2 separate regions of the Sus scrofa genome follow, and region 2 is linked to region 1. A link is a contact called in public Hi-C data. All regions are on one chromosome and are shown on one strand. The core of a region is the stretch at or near the end of the contact, and the rest is flanking DNA. Distances in the headings are between cores, read along the strand shown. Region 1 holds the start of SMARCC2 (SWI/SNF complex subunit SMARCC2). Region 2 holds the start of RNF41 (E3 ubiquitin-protein ligase NRDP1).

Evidence for each region. A called contact is a pair of places that touch in the nucleus more often than the background predicts.
Region 2: a Hi-C map of embryonic fibroblasts shows a contact between it and region 1, with 2.7 times the contacts expected there. The contact joins the promoter of RNF41 here to the promoter of SMARCC2 in region 1. A contact is called at or near these places in 2 of 5 promoter capture datasets (fetal liver and liver), 31 of 47 Hi-C or Micro-C datasets (adipose tissue, alveolar macrophages, blood and 15 more) and 2 of 2 datasets of contacts at active chromatin or transcription factors (alveolar macrophages and skeletal muscle).

What each region holds. Positions count from the first base shown.
Region 1 is chr5:21,585,508-21,589,488 of Sscrofa11.1, reverse strand. SMARCC2 (SWI/SNF complex subunit SMARCC2) reads left to right here and starts at 2,712. Exons shown (of 29, transcript XM_001929168.6): 1 at 2,712-2,944. The coding sequence starts at 2,834. TRNAS-CGA (a tRNA gene) reads right to left here and starts at 1,910; the gene lies at 1,829-1,910.
Region 2 is chr5:21,622,937-21,626,795 of Sscrofa11.1, reverse strand. RNF41 (E3 ubiquitin-protein ligase NRDP1) reads left to right here and starts at 2,207. Exons shown (of 7, transcript XM_003481616.4): 1 at 2,207-2,405. NABP2 (SOSS complex subunit B1) reads right to left here and starts at 2,142. Exons shown (of 7, transcript XM_005655605.3): 1 at 1,844-2,142.

The DNA of each region.
Region 1 (3,981 bases), core at 1,463-3,962:
GTTGTAATGGAGAACCTCAAGGAGTTCCCTGGTGGCCTGGTGGTTAAGGATCTGGCATTGTCACTGCTGGCTTGGGTCACTGTTGCGGCATAGGTTTGATCCCTGGCCTGGGAACTTCTGCATGCTCAGCGAGGCCAAAACAAACAACAACCAAAAAAACGGGAAAAAGGACTTGAAGGATAGAAAGTGATAATACTGGGTACAGTAGGAAGGTGGGAAACTCCAAAGTGTGAATGTGTAAAAAGCGCAGTGAATTACCTTTGAACTGCCTGCCCTCTGGCACTCCTTTTTGGAGATGTGGCTGTACAAGAAATAAAACACAACTCCTAGGATGTTCTCATTGTGGCTCAGCAGGTTACGAAACCAGACTAGTATCCATGAGGACGAGGGTTTGATCCCTGGTCTCGTTGAGCGGGTTAAGGTTCTGGTGTTACCACAAGCACAATCTGTGGTGCAGGTCCCAGATGTGGCTCCAGCTCGGATCTGGCATTGCTGTGGCTGTGATATAAGCTGGCAGCTGCAGCTCCAATTTGACCCCTAGCTTGGGCGAGAACTTCCACATGCTGCAGCTGCAGCCCTAAAAAGCAAATAAAAAAAAAAAAAATCCGGAGTTCCCGTCGTGGCGCAGTGGTTAACGAATCCGACTAGGAACCAAGAGGTTGCGGGTTTGGTCCCTGCCCTTGCTCAGTGGGTTAACGATCCGGCGTTGCCATGAGCTGTGGTGTAGGTTGCAGACGCGGCTCGGATCCTGCGTTGCTGTGGCTCTGGCGTAGGCCGGTGGCTACAGCTCCGATTCAACCCCTAGCCTGGGAACCTCCATATGCCGCGGGAGCGGCCCAAAGAAATGGCAAAAAGACCAAAAAAAAAAAAAAAAAAAAAAAATCCCAAGTATCCTAGATGTTCCTTACAATCAGAAATTGGGGATAGGAAGAAGAGGCTAGTTAGAGGTTAGAGAAGGTTCATTCCCCAGCTAGGAACTTGGAACAATGAATTTAGAACAGTACCTAGCCCATAATGAGCACTCAATAAAAAAGTGCCTCCCACACTCTAGCTCCAGCTAGATTGGCAATGTTGATATTTAAATAGGCTACTTCCCTCAGTGTTGTAATACCTTAGGTGCATCTCCTCAAGAAGGAGCCAGTGAGAGAATGTCCTGGATCTTCATTCTTTTTTTTTTTTTTTTTTTTTTTTTTTTTTGTCTTTTTGCCTCTTCTAGGGCTGCTCCCACGGCATATGGAGGTTCCCTGGCTAGGGGTTTAATTAGAGCTATAGCCGCCGGTCTACACCACAGCCACAACACCTCTACACCATAGCTCACGGCAACGCTGGATCTTTAACCCACTGAGCGAAGTTAGGAATCGAACCCACAACCTCACACTTCCCAGTCGGATTCGTTAACCGCTGAGCCACAGCAGGAATGCCTCTGGGTCTTCATTCTAATAAGATCTACAAGATGGGACATCTGTTCATGAACTCCAGAGGTGCCCTCTTTACCTGGGAATTCTAGTTTTGACTATACTAGCACAAGCACTGACATTCCCAACAAAACTTAACTCTTCTTCAACCAAATCCTTTGCTCTGCCCTCCCTAAAGAATGAAACAACGTATGCCAAAACTCTGCTTGCAAACCTGAAGTTACGGAACTCTGAAAGTGCCTTGCATCCTCGCAGCTAACAGAGTTGGTTGTGCATAATCACGCTTCTCATGATTACCCTCATCCCACACAAATCCAGGATTGGGACCTTCTGGCCCCTGTTTCCGAGACACGAAGTGCTTGAAGGGCAGGTGGCAAGACTAGAGTCTCCGTATAAAGGGGAAAAAAAGTGACCGTCACGAACAGGATTCGAACCTGTGCGGGGAAACCCCATTGGATTTCGAGTCCAACGCCTTAACCACTCGGCCACCGTGACTCACGAAGCTGTTCTTCGCCGCGCGCTTACAGAAGGGGTCCGCATAGCGACCAGGAAGGGCGTGTGACAGCGAGAAGCTGGGCCAGGCCTAATACACAACCCAATGACCTCCTCCCACCCCGCTCCTTACCGCTTCCTCCATGCGGCTCAAAGGAAGAGTCAAGCGGACCGGGTGACCCTAGGAGGGAGGGGCTCCCACCCAGCGAAGACGAGGGTCTTAAGGAGCGCCAAGCTATTTAGGAGGCGATGGCGAGGCCTGCAGAGGAAGCGGTTGGGGGAAAGGGGCTGGGTCCCACGGTAGCGGCTCCGGGATTCTTCGGGTTATGGGGTGAGAGGGGTACCTGGGACAAGGAGTTAGGAGCGATGGAGGCTCCGGAGAGTTTAAACGGGAGTCTCTTGGGGATGGATGAAAGGAAGGATCTTTTTGGGGAAAAAGACCTGGGGTTCCTTGGAATTAGGAACTCTGTCGGTTTAATAGCTACGAAAGCAGTCGCAGTCATGGGCTGGGGGCTCCTTAGGCAGGGGCAACGCTTTGGCGTGGTACAGAGTGTACCCCGCTCCCCCGGCTGAGAAGCAAGAAAAGGCTTCAGTTAAAAAGGGATCTCAGGGGAGTGTGCGCCCCCTCCAGGAAGCAGCCTCCTCCCCAAAGCTCTGGCCTCCGCCGCCGCCGCCGCCGGGGAGGCCGCCAGGGTCCGCCCCGCTCCCGGGGCTCCGCCGCCGCCGCCGCCGCGCCCTGACGGCCGGCAGGGGGCGCTGCGCGAGCCGGGGCCGGCCTAGGCGGCGGGAGGCGGCGGCCGCGGCGGCGGGAGGCGGCGGGAGGCGGGCGGAGGAGGAGGCGGAGGAGGCGGGAGCTGAGCTGAGCGGGGCGGGCGGCCTCGGCGGCGGCGGCGGCGGCGGCGGCGGCGGGGCCCGAGCCCGAGAAGATGGCGGTGCGGAAGAAGGACGGCGGCCCCAACGTGAAGTACTACGAGGCCGCGGACACCGTGACCCAGTTCGACAACGTGCGGCTCTGGCTTGGCAAGAACTACAAGAAGGTACGTGAGCAGGGCCGCGCGGGGGCTGGGGGCGGGACAAAGGGACCGCGGCCCCGCGGCCCCCCGGATCCTGCCCACCCTCCCGCGGCCCGCGGCCCCTCCCCCGCGGCGGCCGTAGCAGCCCCTGCGCGCCTTCCGCCGCCCCGCGCCCCTCCCCCAACCTCTTTTACTGCCCCCCCCAGCCGCTGATTCCAACCCCCGCCCCCACGGCTGCGCCCTCTGCCCCTTGTTTTTCTCCGTTGCCCCGGCGGGTCCCGGTGCCAGCTGCCCACCCATCCAAGCCATCGCCTTCCGGGCTTTTCCGGGAGAGACGGCCAGGGTGGACCCGGTGCCGAATGGGCACCCCCCCTACCCCCCGCCCTTACAACGTGCCCGCCACGGTGCCCGCCAGAGCTCCCCACGGAGCCAGGTACCAGCAGGTTTGAGGCCTCTCCTGTGCTTTGTGTATGTTCAGAGAGAGATGATGAAAGCAGAAGGGTAAACAGCCACAGAGCAGGCCCTTGACTGCTCATCAGCCTGAGAAAGGCCCCCACCCCGAGATCACCTGTCTCTACCGCTCCAACAGAACCTCTTTGGAAGGCAGAGTGTAGGAGTTCCAGGCAGCTACCCCTTCTAAAACCATTTTCAGGGTCACAATGAACTCACCCCACCACCTGGCCGTGCCTTGCCTTGGGTTTGGGGTTCAGGACCAGGATACACTTTATGTTTGTAGCCCCCCACGCCATAACAGGACATAATAAGGTAGTGAACAAAGGGTTCAAGAAGCCTTACCTGTCTTCTACCAAACCTGTTCCTGGTGGTGTCTTTGTCTTTAGGCCTGGTTGAAAGGAACATTGCTACATAGGGTTTTTCTCTGGAAACCGTCTGCCTCTCTCTTCCTCTCACTACCCCCAGTTAGGGGTTCTCTTTCTGACTTTCCTTCAGCTCCCCAGTTCTTCCTGCTCAGCTTTGCAGCCTGTCAGAAGCATGATGGGCGGTTTAGGAGAATGCCCCTCTGATCCTGGTCAGGAGCCTGGCCCTGTTCTGGAAGGTCTCTC
Region 2 (3,859 bases), core at 958-3,457, 38 kb before region 1:
ACCTTACCACACTAGGTTAGGGTCAGGCAGCCTGAAACCCTCTAACCCCTCTAAAAGGGTAGAAACGAACTTCCTCAGGGGCCTCCAAATTCAAAATCAGAATTTGGGGGTCTCTGGATAGGCTGCTTCGGGGCTGGAAGCCTCCCTCCCGGGGTGCTCTTTTAGTCTCAAGCCCCGAAGTGGGGAAGCCGACAACAGGGGTAGGGAACCTGGTGCAGAGCCAGGGAATGGAATCTTACTCTCCAAACCTTCCCGAACCATCATCTGGACAACCGCGCACTCGGTCCATCCCCCCCCCGCCCCCCCTCAGCCCACCACCCACCCAGCCAGCCGGCCGGACAGTGCACGTAACTAAGCCGCCCGCAGGGGGAGCCAAAGGCCCCGCTGCCGCCGGATGCGGACCAATGGAACCCAAGAGTGCGAACATTCCCGGAAGTTCCCCCGGAGGGCCTCTTCCAGCCAATCAACACCGCCCTGGCTCGTCCCTCGCGTCCCGCCGCCGTCCCCAAACAGCCAACCGCGATCCGAGATTCACGCGCCGGGGACGGGGTGGGTCTTTAGATATTAAAGGAGCCTCGGGGAGGATTGGCTGCGCAAGGAAAAACATAGACCACCAGGGGGAGCCTCAGGTCCCAATTTTCCTCTATCTGGGAGAATGCGCTAAGAAGGCGCTAAGATTTTTCTCTCCTAGACCTGACACAGTGGAAAAAGAACCAAAGGTTTTTGGAATTCGGCGGACGAAAGTATGAAATCTGGCTCATCACTTCTTTTCTCGACAGTTCTTAAATATGATTGCATCTTGCAGACGAGAAAACGAAGTTATATAAAAAGCAGTGCCTAGCACACAGCAGGCAGTTTCCTCCTGTTCTCCAATTTCTCTAACCTGCATCTTTATTTCTGATTTAGATTCCTCATCTTTCATGCATTATCCAGCTTGGTCAAGGTCTCTGGAGAAAGTCGCACTCACACGGGAGACAATAGACACACACCCACATCCTTTGGAAGTAATGGAATTGGGGCACAGAGAACAACATTTGCATTAGTCCCTCACAGTTTGATCAGTTTTTTTTTTTTTTTTTTTTTTTTTTTTTTTTTTTTTTTTTTTTTTTTTTTTTTTTTTTTTCGGCATATTCCAGGAATGGCTGAGCCACCAGAGCAGCACGCAATCGAGGCGTTGCACCACCTCACCAGTTTGCAAAGGAATCAGTTTCTAATGGACACAGTTTCTAATGCACTTATCTCACTAGATCTCAGGGTCCCCCCTGAGGGCTGAAGAAGCCCTAATCTGTAGTTTCCTTTGAGACTTGTTTCATAATCAACAAAAGGTAGCTAGCTCTGTAAAGTGTATAAACCAATCACATATAAACAATGTACATACATGTGTATTACTATTTGCTTAGAGAATATCCATAATAAATACTGCTTAATATCAGATTAGCCTAAGAGGCTATATGATTGTAATGCTTTGGTTTGCTTAATCAATCCCTTACCTTCTCCTAGAGGGCTTTAGACTCCACCTTGACTTTCCTTGGAGCTCAGGTTCTCTCCCTCCCACACCCCCAGCCACGGTGTTGTACCCTAAGGAAATCAAACCACAACCCCAGAAGAGGAGCATTTTATCTCCCTCTCTCCCCTTAGGTGTTTCAAGGAACTGTACGAGCGTTCGGAAGGTCGACGTAAATACCGCAGGAGTGTAGCTAGGAGAGGCAGGCAACCCGCTGAGCACCCTAGATCAAAGTTTTCCGATCAGACACTCCCTCATTCCCCACCCCGTGGTCGCCTTGTTGACTACAGTATCCATTCCCATGACTATGAGTCATAAGATCGGCTCCGGGATGCTGACCACAGCTCTGGAAACGGGAGAGGGGCCGGGCAGACGGCAGGTCACACTGCAGGCCGGCCTCCTAGCGACGATCTCGCACCAAGCCGCATCAGCTTTAGGGCACGGAACCGGTGCACCCTTCGAAATAGAAGTCTCGCGCTCCGGGAGAGTCGGCCTCCAGCTCGGCCCCCGACTTTCAAGCACGGAAGAACATAGAGTCCTTCCTCCCAAATGGCTATACAGTTCTCGCTGGGACCATAAAGACTTCCGGTGTGGAACGGAGGCCTGGCTAGCCCTCACTCTCCTCGTTGGCCGCTCGTGGTTTCTAGCCCAAGGCTGAGTTAAACAAAGGGGCGGGGCTTGGTGACGAGTTTCCGCCAGGTTGCGTAGCAGCGGTGGGCGGGGCCAAGGCTCAGTCTCACAAGGCGACGAGTGGTCGGAACCTTATCCCCTCTCCTTCTCCTTCCCCTTCCCCTTCCCCTCCCAGGATAGGCTGGCACCCGGCACCAGGGTTATCCCGTGGCTGCTGCGGCCTCAACTCCAACGGGTCGGGGCACGGAGAGTCCAGACCGCTTCCAGGGCGGTGCGTACGGCGCCTGCGCAGGCTCCCACCTAAAGGAGGGCGTGGGAGGGGAGGGGGCGATGTCCCAGGGGGATTGGGACCGGGGTTCGAGATTTTGGAGGTCAGGCGAAGGGACGGGAGTAAAGATGAAAAATGGAGGAAGGGAGGAGTCCAGAGGTGGTAAAGGAGCGCTGGAGGGTGCCTTGTTGGGGAGGCCCATTGGAGTGTGGGAGCCTTAAGAAGTACGAGAGGGGGCCTAGGCCGGCTGGAGGACCGGGGGGGGGGGCCGGGATTTGGGTGCACAACGTGGTATTTAAATGGACAGTGATTGACGGGCCGGAAGGGTAAGCAGGGAACCATCTGGGGGACAGCCTGCGCAGGGGCGGTGGAACCTGAACCCCCGCCCTCGAAGCGCCATAGCTTGGCTCCTCTCCCATGCCTTGTCTTTGGCAGCCTTGTCTTCCTCCTCCATTCCTTTCCCCTCTCTCCCTCCCACCCCTCCATGAAGGAATCTCACATTCCTTACATCCGTGACTTGAGTTTGCAGCCAGTCCCTCTTCGCGGGCTTCACACACCAGAAAGCCTTCTCCAAGCCAAAGCGTAAGAGAAATTGAGGAGTGAGGAGGAGGGGGCTGGAGAAGGAGCAGAAAGCTGAGAGGGGTGAGGGTGTTTGGCATTGGGACAGACAGACATCTTCCCCATTCAGAAAGTAACTTCATTCCACCTGGTAGCAAATGTGGCTGTTAATGAGACCACTGAGCCACTGTCCTTAGGGACCGGGCTGTGATAGTGATAGTCTAATCCCTTTCTATACAGGTGGTTTTAGTCTGACAATAGAACAAGAAGCTGATAGTGTTGCAGGCTGATAGTTTTCCCCTAGTTAGGAATGGGGTAAGACTCATGGAGGGAATCTGAGTGTTGCAGTAATATTACTGCCCTGTGTGTCCAGCCGACTTTGCGGCTGTGGCGGGTTCCCAGTATTGGGGAAGAAAGTTTCTTTCAGGCATTTCCTCCTGGGCCTCATGGGCCGTCTGAATTTACTTGGCATTCTATTACTGCAGATATCTTACCTGAGAATAAGTGGTATTCAGTTTCCTTTCACATTTATTATGTCATTTGACAATATGTAAGGTAGGTAAGGCAGATATCATTTTCCCTATTTGAGAAGTGAAGAAATTGCAAACTACAGAAGTGTTACATGGCTTGTTAAAAGTCGTATAGCTGGCAGAGCTGGGACCAGAACCCAAGTCTTCTGACTCTTGGTCCTCCTCTTAATTGAAAAATCCTGTTTTGTTCTGGTCAGGGGAGCAGTAGAATAGGATTGGTTTTCCCAGGATTGGTTTTCCCAGGGTGGATAACTTTGCTTTCTGAGTCTGGGCCTTGTCACGACTAGACAACAGCACAGGTTCCTGGAGACATTTCTCGAGGTACAGGTCTATATGCCAGGCTGCTGGGAAATAGGTTCTCGCCAAAAT